Regions from separate parts of the Rattus norvegicus genome. Here region 1 is linked to region 2. Evidence: chromatin contacts called from public HiChIP or PLAC-seq data. All regions are on one chromosome and are shown on one strand. Each heading gives the region's core, a stretch centred on a gene start, on an enhancer-like site or on the middle of the called end of the contact. The rest is flanking DNA. Distances are from core to core; before and after follow the strand shown.

What was found. HiChIP or PLAC-seq counts read pairs in DNA pulled down with a chosen protein or histone mark.
Region 1: an H3K27ac HiChIP or PLAC-seq map of oligodendrocytes shows a contact between it and region 2, with 19 times the contacts expected there. The contact joins two enhancer-like sites. A contact is called at or near these places in 10 of 12 Hi-C or Micro-C datasets (the A7r5 cell line, Schwann cells, frontal cortex and 6 more) and 1 of 1 datasets of contacts at active chromatin or transcription factors (oligodendrocytes).

The regions. Positions count from the first base shown.
Region 1 is chr3:55,113,272-55,120,088 of GRCr8, reverse strand. It overlaps Mmadhc (metabolism of cobalamin associated D), which reads left to right. Exons shown (of 8, transcript NM_001004280.1): 7 at 897-983; 8 at 1,752-2,257. The coding sequence ends at 1,946. Among named protein-coding and RNA genes, the nearest start is that of Mmadhc, 19 kb to the left of the region's middle. Within about 2 kb of position 4,863, at least 2 of the 93 cell types and tissues checked have an H3K27ac peak or open chromatin away from gene starts, as enhancers often do.
Region 2 is chr3:54,583,955-54,590,558 of GRCr8, reverse strand. The region is part of intron 25 of Kif5c (kinesin family member 5C); the gene reads right to left. Among named protein-coding and RNA genes, the nearest start is that of Lypd6b, 21 kb to the left of the region's middle. Within about 2 kb of position 4,743, at least 6 of the 93 cell types and tissues checked have an H3K27ac peak or open chromatin away from gene starts, as enhancers often do.

The sequences.
Region 1 (6,817 bases), core at 3,614-6,113, 530 kb before region 2:
AGGCATGTTCTTTGGTTTTAGACATTCGTTGTGCTTTTTGTCAGCAGGATAGTCTAGCTTCAGCTTTTCACTACTTACAGTTCTGGTTGGCAAGTACGCCATAGAATCAAGATAGTAAGATCAACATCCTGCTCTGAACATGGAGTGTTCACATGTATACACAATATCTATGCATTTATTCCTCTGCTCCAACTACTCGTCTCTTCAGGTTTTTCTATTTTATTTTATGTAATATGCTAGTGGTTTATCCTAGGGCCCTGGGCAAACTCCATGATTGAACTGTCACAGTCCCTTTTTAATAGATTTTTAATTGCCTTTTCAGAAATATTTTGTGGCTATATGGGTGGATGGATACATTTAAAGGACACACAATAATTGAATCTTTTACAGCTTTATTTATTTATGGGTGTTTTGGCTACATTTATGTCTGTGCTTAGTGCCCACGGAAGCCAGAAGAGGAAGTCAGATTTGCTAGAACTGGCATCTGGCACGTTAGACAGTTGTAAGCTGACGTGTGGGAGCTAAGAGTCAAATGGAGGTCGTCTGGAAGAGCAGCATTTAACCATAGGACCAGCTTTCCAGCCCTCTTTCACACCCTCTATTAACCAGTAGATAGCTTAGCTTAGCTCTTTTCTTTTTTTTTTTTTTCTTTTTTTTTTTTTTTTTACTTTTTGCTTATTTGTGATCTTAATCATATAAAAAAAATAAGCTATAGTTTGAAATTTAGGACATATGAGTTAATAAAAGAAATTTGAAGAAAAGTACAACATTTAGGGTCTTATTAATCTGATAGTTTTCTTTGAAGCAAAAGATACTCATTTAGCATTTTATTTTAAGAAATATAAACCAATGTAAGTGATGCTGGGTTGAGCGTTGACTTCACCCTTTCCCTGCAGTTCATTAATGGTGCTAAGGAAATTTGCTATGCTCTTCGGGCTGAAGGATACTGGGCTGACTTCATTGACCCGTCGTCTGGTTTGGCAGTAAGTATATATATTTTGAAAGCCATATTATATGGAGTAGATGCAGTTCTTATTATAAAATTATAACTTATTAAAAAATTGTAAATGTTTTGGCCAATCCATCTAGACTTTTTACAACTCAAAATATTATCCAAAGTATAGGAAATAAGTCCATTGGTTTCACTATTATAGGAGACATATACAGCATTGTTTTTGTTAATGAGGTGTGTGTGTGTGTGTGTGTGTGTGTGTGTGTGTGTGTTTACTCTGTAAGCTGAAGCTTAGAAAGAACTGTGGTCTAGTCTAGTTCCTTAAAGGACTAAAATAAGTTGAAGTTAAGAAAATATAAAGTGCAAAAAATTAGAGAAGTGACTTTTTGGAAGTTTATATACAGTTGTGGTTATGTACTTCAATCACAAGAAGTAATAAATTTATTTTTTAATTTTAAGATAGAAATACATACTTTCTGAAGTACATACTCAGTCAAGTACAGTGTCATGTAGACTAAAAGACTTTATCTTCCTTTAGTTCCCTTTCATATTTCATTATCTTTAAGGTTTGTATAATGCTATACATCCACTTCTAGGAAGCTTGAAATTTACTAAATGATGCATTTTCCATTTCCAGCATGCATAAGAACTGGGAAGGGTGGGTTAGAATAGTTTGGGTTTGCAGGTCACTTTTTATTAGCTAAAAAATACATTGAAACAGATGAACATTTGCATTCACATAAATTTTCTTACAGTATCTTTCTAATGAAGACATTACTTCATTTCTTATTTCCTCCAGTTTTTTGGACCATATACAAACAACACACTTTTTGAAACAGATGAACGGTACCGGCATTTAGGATTCTCTGTTGATGACCTTGGCTGCTGTAAGGTGATCCGTCATGGTCTCTGGGGCACTCATGTGGTTGTGGGAAGTATCTTCACTAATGCAACAGCAGACAGCCATATCATGAGGAAGCTCAGTGGGGACTAGCAGGTGACACTGTGACAATTGCAGCACTGTCTGTCCGCAACGGATTGCTCTATCATGGACCGCAGCTTCTAGACGATTCTTGTTTCTAGGTATTTATTTCATCATTTATGGGTTTACAGGGACAGGTGACTTGGGGTTTCAAAATTGCAAATGCTAGTTCATATTCTGGAACATTGAACACATCCATATTATGAAAAATGAGATCATCAACTTGTAACCAGGGTATGTGTGGTCTTTTAGTGTTAATTCTCCCCTTTATTGGGAAAATTTTAATTATTTTTTCCAAAAATAAATCATACATTTGTCTATGACTGCTTGTGTCTTTTCATTGCAATAGCTTAAATACTGCAGCCATTTAGCATGTTAAAGAAGCTACAATATTAAATTTTAAGTTGTTTTTAGTACCATTCATAATTCTGGATTCACTGAAGACTTTAGCCTTCTAATATTTTTTAACTGCTAATCAAACTGACCCTAGTTTATTACTTTGAAACGATGTTATCAGGAAAAATAATAGTAAAAGTAGTACATCTTTTATGTATAAAAGTGTGTCAGTTTCATTCTTAGACTAAAACCAATTCTTTACCCTGTAGTTGAGACAGTTAAATATAATTTATTTTCAGGTAAATTGATACCCGGGCTCCAGTCACATCCCTAACTTCATCACTCCAGAGGTGTCTCATTCTCTGTTACTCTGCAGCACTTATTACATGGAATAAAGTCTAAATGAATCATCTTCCGTCACTGAGGCTTATACCAATAAATGACGTGTTGATGCTAACAGTAGGAAACGGTTAGTTCTTCGGTACTGTAATGTAGGAAAATGCTTCAGGTATCCATTTCATCTCACACAAGGCCACACGAACATGAAATGTTTAATATTACCTGACTAAATGTAGCACAGCTAACCTAAGACCTAGCACAGGAACATAGCTGTGATTCTTTTATTTATAGATGTCTATTCACTCTTAATGGCAAACACTAGGTCTACTAAGTGTCTGAAGGGTTGGGGAATTTAGTAAACAAACAGGAATTGTACTCTGCATGCTTCAAATGCCTTTTAAAGTTTACTAAAATATATATCTTTACAATTTTAATTAATACATAACTGAAAATTCAACTGTAGGATGCTGCACTTCAAACAGAAGTTCTCTCACTTCAAGTTTAAAGCATGTTTGTCTTTGTTGGCCTTCTATCACTTTGAACACTGACTGAATCCTCATACTTGAATGAAAGTGCTTTTCTCTCAGGGCTGATCCTGTTATTGTTTCAAGTAGAGCGTGCCCACCGCTATACTGCTTACACTTTGAAGGCGCCTCTTTACTGGGGACCCGTGCAATACAGTGTATGGTTTGTTGAGCGTCACCCTGGCCTCTGCTTAGATAGAGTTGCAAACCCCTGATGGGAACAAAATTTTCCAAACACAGCATAATTGTATTAAGGGACAGCGCTTTCCTTGTTGTAGTCAGGCATAGCTAAGTATAACAGCGTATCTCACAGCTCTGCCTGATCTCGAGAACCTTATACCACAGCTCCAGCTATGTAGTTGAGTTACCCTAAGATACTATTTCATAATTTGCCTCCACATTGACAGATTAATCATTAACCCAAGGAGGTTTGAGCATCAGTGTTTTGTTTTGTTTTAGCTTTCAGCTTTCTGGGCATAGGTGTTGAACTATTACTGTGTTCTAAAATACAGCAATAGTGGGTGAAGGGTGTTTAAGGAAGTAAGAGGAGAATGCTATGGATTGACTGTATTAAAGACAAATACAAAATGAGAGCTCTAGGATTTTACATTAAGAACGACCTTATCATATCCGAATCAGTTCACGGACTTCCACAGTATTTAACCTTCCCGGCCACTATACCCCTTGCTGATCTTTTCTCCTACCCTATGTTGGATAGTAATTGGTCAACTGTACATTATTTTGAACTTTATCTTTTCTTTCTCTTATAATGCATAGTCCTTGATTAACATATAATTTTGCTCTATACAAAAAAAAAAACAATTTTTTGAGGTTTTGGTTTTGGTTGGTCTTAAATTTTACTTCTCATATCTGAAAAATAAAACTCAATTTTGTACTAAAACAGCACTGAACCCCCTTTCTTCACAGTTGGATATTTTAAACTTTAGAAAGTTTTCTGTCTCCTTTCTTGATGTCAGTAGTACATCTGTAAGTTATACCAGTTATAAGGACTGAAAATAAGGCTTCAAGCAGTTTGCTCCAAATCACTCCTGGAGGTTATCATCATCTCATACCACATCCTCACTCCCTCAGAGAGCACAGGAGCTACTTGGTTCATTGATGGCTAACGTAGTAGAATGGTGAGAAGGATGGTTTTTTTCGGGGAGTGCTGTAGGCTAGCAGATAGAGGAAAGGATAGGTCGTCACATGTACCTTCCACCATGCACACAGATTACTTCCAAATACATTGTAGGTCTACACATGAACAAGTAAGGCTTTCATGATTACTTTTGTGAACTTAAAAATAGGCCAAAAAAAAAAATTCTATGCAACAATAGTGCAAGGGAAATTTGATAAATCTGATTGTAATAAAATAAGGCTTTGATCAAAAACCATGAAGAACACACAACTGAGAGTTGAAGGTTACACACACACATGTACACACAGGTTGAGCAGTATACATAGCAAACAAAAGATTGGTGTTCATAATAACAAAGAAGCCCTAAAATTGGTAAGCAAAAACAACAGTAAAAATTTTACAAAGAAAGATAACCAAATGGCCAATATGTGGGCTGCTCCATAAATCATCAGGAATACAATTAAATCCACAGTACTGTATTACATATCTCCAGAATGGCTAAAATGAAAAGTGATACCAAAACTGAGTTACACTCGGGGGCGAGCCATGCCCCAGCAGACTAACTGCGTGTACTCTGACAGCTATGTTGGTGCTTTCATTACGTAAGTCTCCAGCTCTCGTACAGCTGCATACCCATCAGCACTGGGCGGAATGAGTCTGCATGGCCAACTCACATAAACACCACGATAAGTAAAACAATGCAGAAATGTGTATGTCTCTAGCAACGAAGGGGAAGAAAAGACATGAGAGAATTCCAGAGCAGCAGCCGGTGCCGAGGCAGCGGATACCCAGGAAGGGGAGGCAGTGGATCTAGAGTATACGCAAGGCTCCTGTAAATTTAAAGGCTCACTGTAGCTGGTAGAACCTTTCCGAGGCAAGTCCTAGTGAAAGAAGTTAAGTCACTGGGGGCATGGCCCCTTCATCTCTACCTCTGGCCACGTGAAAAATGAACTCCCTGTGTCCCTTGACCCCATGATAGACAGCACTGCTAAAAGCCGTACAGATGGACCACCGAGCTGGCTCTCACTGCCCAACGGAACCTTTCCTTCTTTACAGTGACCAGCGTGCTAATGTTGTTTTCCATAGACGAAACTAACTAGCACAAAACAGAAAAAGGGTTCTGGGATGTTGGTAATGTTCTCTTTTCTAAATTTGGGTGTCTGCTTAATTGTGCAAACTTGCATGCACTTTATTTTGATATAATGGTGTAATTAAAAGGGGCTTAAAGTGCAACCAAATCTGTTCTTTAAACCATGATAGAAACGTTTTAAAAATTCTAGTTCCAGCAAAGGAACTTTAACTAATTCACTTCTTCCAAAGACTCTTAAGCTTTACAGTTAACTCATAGAATTTTAAAACCAAATTAGGAGTTTCTTTTATGCACTGATGCTGATATTAAAATATCAAATTTGTAAAACATTCAAATGTTACTTACAGTGTGTACTGGACATGCTTTATTTTTTTTTTTGTCTCTAAGACATGACTAATGCTTGTAAATATTTTATAAGATTCCCAAGACCCTCATAGCCTTTAGATAGTTAAATTATTCTCTGCCAGGATTCCCAATGCTGTTATCCTTGTGGATTCCCCTGGGAACAGACCACAGTTCCTTCTATTTTGTTAACTCTGTGGATGCTGGACATGTTCACAGTCTTTAGTGTATTCATATAAAGTAATAGTAATAAAAAAAAAAGCACTTTGCTCTCCTGTACCATAAAAATTTTTTTACTGTAGTAATATAAGTAAAATGTGATACAGTGTAAGATCGTGGTGTTTGGGTCTGCTTTGATCTCTTTGTTCAGTATAAAATGTTCTAACCACTTTAATTTGGCTTTATATATGGTTACGTACATTTAAGTTACTGCTTACATTGTGCAGAAAGATTTTGTGACCCTTTATCAATACAAAAATAGTCATTAAGCTTGTTAGACTCTGGTTTAAATCTCTGCCCTATTTTGTAACTGTATAGACCATTTTGCTAAAATTGTAGCTTGAGTGGTCTTGAATGACATAAAGCCATCATTGTCACAGGCGTTTTGTCACTGGAAGATTGCTTGACTGAATTCATGTTTGCTAATGCTTGACATAAATGTTTAGTAAACTTAAGAATGGTTCAGAATCATACTTGGAGATTAAATGGGGTCAAACTGGACCTTTGTCCTGGACTATAGTAATCTAATAGCTAGGTGTCGGGAGAGCTCCCTTTAGCCCAGGTCAGCTCAGCCAATAGGTTATAATTGTTGCACTGGGATTTTGTTCTTGTTTTGTTTTTTCAACAGAGTTAAAATACAGTATCTCCTGAAATATGCTGCCTGGCTCCTAAATATGTTATCTGGTTCTGAAATGTAGAATTATTCCACTATCTTCTATTTTGCTAACTCTGTTGACCTTATATGAATGACAATGGTCGCTATTCAAACAGAAGTTATATTCAATAATAAGATCATGAAAAACTTGGAGATGCTGAACATTGTTTTGAAATAGTAATACTTAGGGAAACTGAAAGGTGCGTCAGGGTTGAGTACATGGAAAACAGGTGCTTTGAG
Region 2 (6,604 bases), core at 3,494-5,993:
ACCAATGGAGTCATGAAGGTTTCAGAACAACACCCCCTTCCAGTTTACTCTGCCTCTTGGTAGAGGTCTATCCTTCTGACCTTGAACAGGTTCCCAGAATGGAAGTCTTTGACCTTTCTAGACTAGAAACTAGCCCTGAGTCATCTTCTGTTAACTCTTGTAAGCTTGACACTCAGAACATTGCAAAAGAGTCAACCCCTGCCAGCATGGAGGGGCCCTGACCCATCTGTGATTTCCCATCTGCCCTGTGGATTTCCAGCAGAGGTCACGGTACCCTCAGGCTGAGGAGGTGGGAAGGAACCCATTGGGCAAGTACAGTCTCGTCCTCTGAAGTGGCACAACAGGAAATATGCTGGAGCCGAAGAAAAACCCATCTGCTCCCCGGAGTTTGAACAGGACCCCATAACCTGACACACTACTTCCTGTTTACTCCAGCCTTCTGTCCACCTGCATGGCCTCACAGCCCTGCCACAATACTTTCTCCATGTTGTTTCTCTACAACCTCCTCATTCGTAACAGTGCAAGCAGCACCACATATTTTGCGTAAATAAAGACAACATAAATTACACATGAATGTAAAAAAGGAAAGAGGAACATGGAACGGAAGAGAAGAGGCAGGTGAGGGACAGTTCATGCTTTCTAAGAACAGCCATTCCTCCTGGACCCACACAGTAAATATGCAGTTATCTCATTCTGTCATTTCCCATGCTTACAACCTTCCCTGATTAAAGGGAACATAAGCAGCCTTTGATGATAATCTTGTAATTTCTAGAAGTTACAGAGAGATAAAACAATTAATAGGAAGGAGGAGTTTCCCGTTGGGCCTTTTTTGGGAGCCCATGGTTCCTGTTGAGTGTAGAATGATGGAGTCACTTACAATCCACCTTGAGCTGAAAACCAACAGGAAGGCTTTTGAAGCCGCACTGATATCCTACTTCACCTACGGGTTTGTTCCCCACACCTTATCCCCTGGGCAGAAGTGTGCCTGCAGGCAGGGAGGTGCTGGCTGCATACCTAACATTATGGCTGCAGCAATGACTACAGGCAACTCATGTTGACACAGGAGCATTTAGCACACAAATGCTGTGGCCTCAGTAACTCCAGCAGACCATGAAGTGAGGAGATTTCCACGAGAAAGATGGTATTCAACTTCCCCACTGCCCCCACGTATGAGTTCCAGCATGACTGGGCTGACAGCTTGAAAGAAATAGGGGCCACAAAGGAGGCTACTTTAGTGACTTCAGGGGCTGTGAGAGGTGGATTGTGACAGGCCGCTGAATGAAAAGGCAGAAGCCGAGATGGGGCTCTTCCTTCCCTACAATGAAGTGTTCTTCCCCTCTCCTCCCATTTTCAGATTGTTTTGGGTCAGTTAGAATATATCTATCCAGCCTCCTCCTACCCGGATGTCCATCTCCTTTGACGAATGCACCAGAGAAAATGGAAGGAAATGGGAAATGTTGAAGGTTAAAAATAAAACACCCATCCATACTCCCCTGTTTCTATCCCAGAAGGCCAGGGAATCTGAGAGCTTAACATCTGCTTCCTCGGACCTTCTCTCCAGGCCTGTAGAAAAGAGGCTCAGTCACCCAACAGCAGCAAGGGATCAGACCAAGGGACCGGGCAGTGGACAAGGCTCTGCCAACATGAGGCCGCAGATCAGAGGGGGAACGTGTGGCCAGATTTAGGAGGAAATAAGATCACCCTGCTTTAGAAAGGGTGCAGAAGGCTGAAGAAAGCGGCAATTATGCACATAAGGGTTTGCAAGAAGTATTTAGACTCCAGCCCTCAGCTTTGGCTTTTGAAATTGCTTGCAGTAGATTTAAGCTTAATCCAAACGGTACATAGTTTTATCTTTCCCTTTGCTTTTCTACAGTCCAATCCCCATTTATAAGAATTGCCAGTTGCCTTCTTTGCTTATCGCGGTGATGCAATCTGCCACGAAGGAACCGTTCCGCATTTTTGACTAGGAGAAATGCATAACCCAGACTACTGAAGCAAGGTCTTCCTGGTGCCACAGAGTCTCCTTCTGAGTTCTGGGTGGTAATCTCCAGGCCACCAGCACTGCCCACCTCAGGTCCCTCTGTCCTGGTGCCTACAGACACACTACTTTTCTTAGGCCCTAGCCTCACAACTACTGTAAGATTAGTACTGTTGAATTTTTGCTAATTTCTTGTCTGGGTTTCCTTCAACTCCTTCCACATTGTCTTATCAGACCCTACATAAGGACCCTTGTGTGACAGCCAAGAAATCTTCTTTGACGTGATGAGGACGGCTGCTCTCTCCATGTACTCCAGCCAAGGCCATGCAGAGAAACAGACGCAGAGGCTGCTCGGAGAAGTAGCCCCTACCCATTAAAGCAGACAAGGGGGTCTACGAAAATGTAAAGTGATGCCAATTAGTTAAGGGTTTTAAAAAAACTAATCTTTCCTTAAAAATGCCATTTATGCCTGAACTCATATGCCCACACCCACACAAAGACACACAAATACATAATTAAACAAAAACAAATTGTTTATGCAGTAAAAGGGCTACAGAGATGGTTCAGTGGTTGAGACCACATACTGTACTTGCAGAAGACCTGAGTTCAGTTCCAACGCCCACATAAGTCAGTTCATGCCCTTCTGTAATTCTTAAGTCCTCTTCTGGCCTCTGGAGGGATGTGTACTCATGTGTACTTTCCCACACGTAGACATACACAAAAATTAAAAATAAAACCTTTTTTTAAAAGAAAAAGTCACTTATGGTAATTTATTTAAATGAATCACTCATTTAATGTTTTAGTTTTAAAAGTTTATATGGTACATATGACAAATAGATACTAAAGCCCTCTGATTGTCACTGATCCTCTTTACGGATACACAGGGTACCTAAAGTCGAAACTTGAAGAACAGTCACACAGAAGCTCCAAGTTCCTGGTCTCAGGCCCACCTTCGTTTGGCCCTTCTCTGTGGAACGCAGAATAAGCAGCCCTGGCTAGGTGGTATGAGCATGTGCAGAAACAGCACTCACAGAAATGAGAACAGAGGCTGCTTCTGCTAACAACCCCTGACTTTCCCGTGGGCCCATGGGGGAACTGGAAAGCCGGATGAAAACATGGCATCCGGGTCTTTTGTGCCTTCCTGCTTTCTTCTGGGTCCTCTGCATACCTCTTCAGTTTGGCACGTTAGCTGCTCACAGAGCTCGGTCTAATCTAGCTCATCCCTTTCAAGGCTAAAGGAACAGTGACGTCATTATCCTAATGGAGTTTCGAGAAGAGGAAAACCCTCACAATAATTCCCTTAACCCCTAACTTCCTACCCTGCAGCACTGTGACCCTGGACCCCTATTCCTATATGAAGGCAATTACCCACGAGGGTAAAGATGCCTGTGACCTGAAATAGAAGTAACCATCTCCTGAGAAACACTGGCCCCGCCAGCAATAAGGGCTTCTGCAGTCCTCCCTCCAGAACCAGAGTGGAGACAAGTAGATAACCAGACCACACTGGACCAGGACTGCCCAACTCTGCATACACCTCCTGCCTCCTGCCCCAGTTACAACTTATGCCAAGCACCCTGAGACAGACTTGGAGTCCACAGGACCCAATTTGTTCCCTTTCCTAATGTGGCAGCTCTGACTTTTACCGTTACCCATCTCTTTGCCTGCTATCCTGGGAAGGTGGTCCAGCCTAGGTCCCCAAGGCTGCCTGTGGAACCTGCACTTTTACCCTAAAAATCTGCGCTTTTACTCTAGTTAGGAGACTTGTAAATGCCTGGTCTAGGCCCACAGACCACAGATTCACACTGACACGCTTGATCCTCAATGGACCTGTAAGTAGAACTACACAGAGGCACAAAGACAAAGTGACTTGGCCACAGAGTAAGAACCAGTCTCAGACCAAAGGGATCCAGCCCCACCTCGGTCGGTTGGAATCTGGTCGTTGTTTCTGCCTGTAGTGGGATCCTTGAATGAATGAAGTTTGTGATCGTCTAGTTGCTAGTGGCAAGGACTTTGGATCAGCAATATCTGGTCTGGAGGTTCAGAGGTGGGCTGCACCTGTCTGGAGGATCCCTGCATGCCATCAGTCAGACCAGTGTCAAGGGCTAAGATGACAGCCGCGTTGGCCCACCCTCCATGCAGTGTGACCACATCTCTGCTGAAAACAGCTAGCAAGCATCTTGAGGAGACACAAGATGAGTTACTTGTGACTGAGTGTCAGAACCAGGAAAGGGACACAGTGAGGGGTCACCCTAACAATGGTGCAAGACAAATGGGATTTGGGTGATTAAGACAAGAAGTCGCAGATGAAAAAACAGGAGGGCCCGAGGCAGACAAGGGCAGAGTGAGTGAGCAGCCTCTTGGGAGCTCAGTGCACAGCCGAAGACCTGAAAGGAAGGGCTCTGATGCCGGAGTAGCCAAGTGCTTAGAGAGGAAATTCCATTCTGCCTGGACGAAGGAAAGGAAGCGGTGGAGAAGTCAGGGGTTCTGAGGAGGTTGGAACGTCTTCTGATCAAAGGGAGACATGCCCATACCATAACTGGGCCAGAAGTTTATGGCTCCAGCTTCAAGTATGTGAAAATGATGAAGGGTGTGGGCACTGGGAGCTGAGGAGACGCAGGAGAGGCCTGCGTTAGAAACACCGACTCTCCTCTCTCTGCTGCACAGCTGGAACCTCCCCTGCATGAGCCGGGCTTACTGTGAGGAGAGTAGAAAGCGGTGTGTGGTGCATCCCACTGGCTAGGGCTCCATGGGCGTGGAGCCAAGGTCCGTACTGGAGCAGAGGTGCATCGGCCAGGCAGCCCAGCAGTCAGGATTCCAGGCTGAGTCACATGACTACTGAGACAGCAGACAGCAGTGAGCACGGGTAGAGCTTCGTTACACGTCTACTCCCATCCAGTTACCCAGGAATTTAAAGGTGCGATTCACACCAATAATTCACGATTATTTATCTTATTCACATTAGAGAGAGATCCTGAGGAAGTAGGACCTAAACAGGACAGCTATCCTCCAATGATAGGGTAAAGCCATGTGGAGCACGGACGAGGGTCACAACATGACAGCCCAGGTCACAGGCTCCCCCGGGGGCCAGGTTAACCAGGGGATCCTGTCAGGCAGTGGAAGGGGCTATCGGAACACTTTCCTTATGTCTCAAAACATGAACACAGAGCAGGAGAAAACACTTGTTTGCTTCATTAAATATATGTGCCACTCACTAAACGAATCCCTGTACAATCCCACCATGGCTTCTAAAATGGCACAGACATTTTACCAGTGGTTACATCCCCATACTCCGACTGCTTCATACTCAACTTGTCTCCAAGTTAGCCACTCAGCAGGAAAACAATGCAGTGCAGACACAAGAGACGTGGCGTGAGTCTAACAAAGGAGTGTGACCCCTTTGGTCTGGTCAAGGCACGTGCAAATGAGGGCACATCAGACGTGCAGCAGCAGCACTCGGCCACATTGCACTTTTCTGTTTATTTTCGATGAAAAATCAATTCAACTCTTATTAAATTATGATACGGTTAAGTGGTTTGAATTTCTGACTTGTGGTTTTGTTTTAATATAATTTTAAAATTTGTTTTGACTTTATGGCTGTGTTAAATATGTAAGAACAGGGAGTGTATATTATTTTAAATTTATAAATATTTAAATATTATAATAAAATAAATTCAACCAATGTTGGGGACCTCTGAGAATTGTATTTCTTAGAAATATTCTTTTAGTTTTTATGTTGGAGAAAATGTAACAGTTAAACATAAGAGAAATAAATAGATATACCCCTCTATATATATGTAGATAGATAAATATCCCCTACACACACACACACACACACACACACACGGGGTGGGGGGCAGGGGGTAGGGCACACATCACAGACAAATGGTTGAAGTCTAATAAATGAAGATTCAGCAATGCCCTCACAGCGCCATCTGGTGGATACATTCGAACAAGTCCTCATTTGGGTTGCCCAAGCATTGTCAAGAAAAGGAGCTATCTCTAGGGCCCTCAGAACCAGAGAGCTGGATAAATATTTAACTGGGTATCTACACTCAGTGTGGAGCCTCAAACAAGCACTCCACACTGCCTGAGAGGGCCATTTCATACCTTCTCTATTCTCAGAGGCCTACGGACCTTCTCCCCTCCTTCCCTGCTGATAATCTATGATTCTTACTTGCAAAATAAGAGGCCCAGTGCTCTGCCCACCCCAGCTAACTTCCTGATGCACCTGCACCTCCACCCCTGCCCCTTAGCTGGATGGATACCACAAGTTGATATTGGCATCTATTTTTAAGAGAAAGGCAACTATCTCAATCAACATCCTTCACATCTCTGCCTTCCATCAAATGTAGCTCCCAGCTGCCAGCTCATTCTTCACCACCACCATCAGCAGCACCAACATCAGCACCAGTGCCATTCACCATACAGTTCCAAACAAATTGCCTAAAGCAACCCAAGATCACCACCATCTGGCCTTCACCAACTACCCAGTCTCTATCTCCCTGTGACCTTACATACTCTTACCCAGGTTTTATTCTCATGTCACCTTGTTTTCACGACCTACTTGTCAATTTCAGGCCAGGCTACCTGTCCCCACTTTCCACTTCCCTCTCTACCCTGTAAATT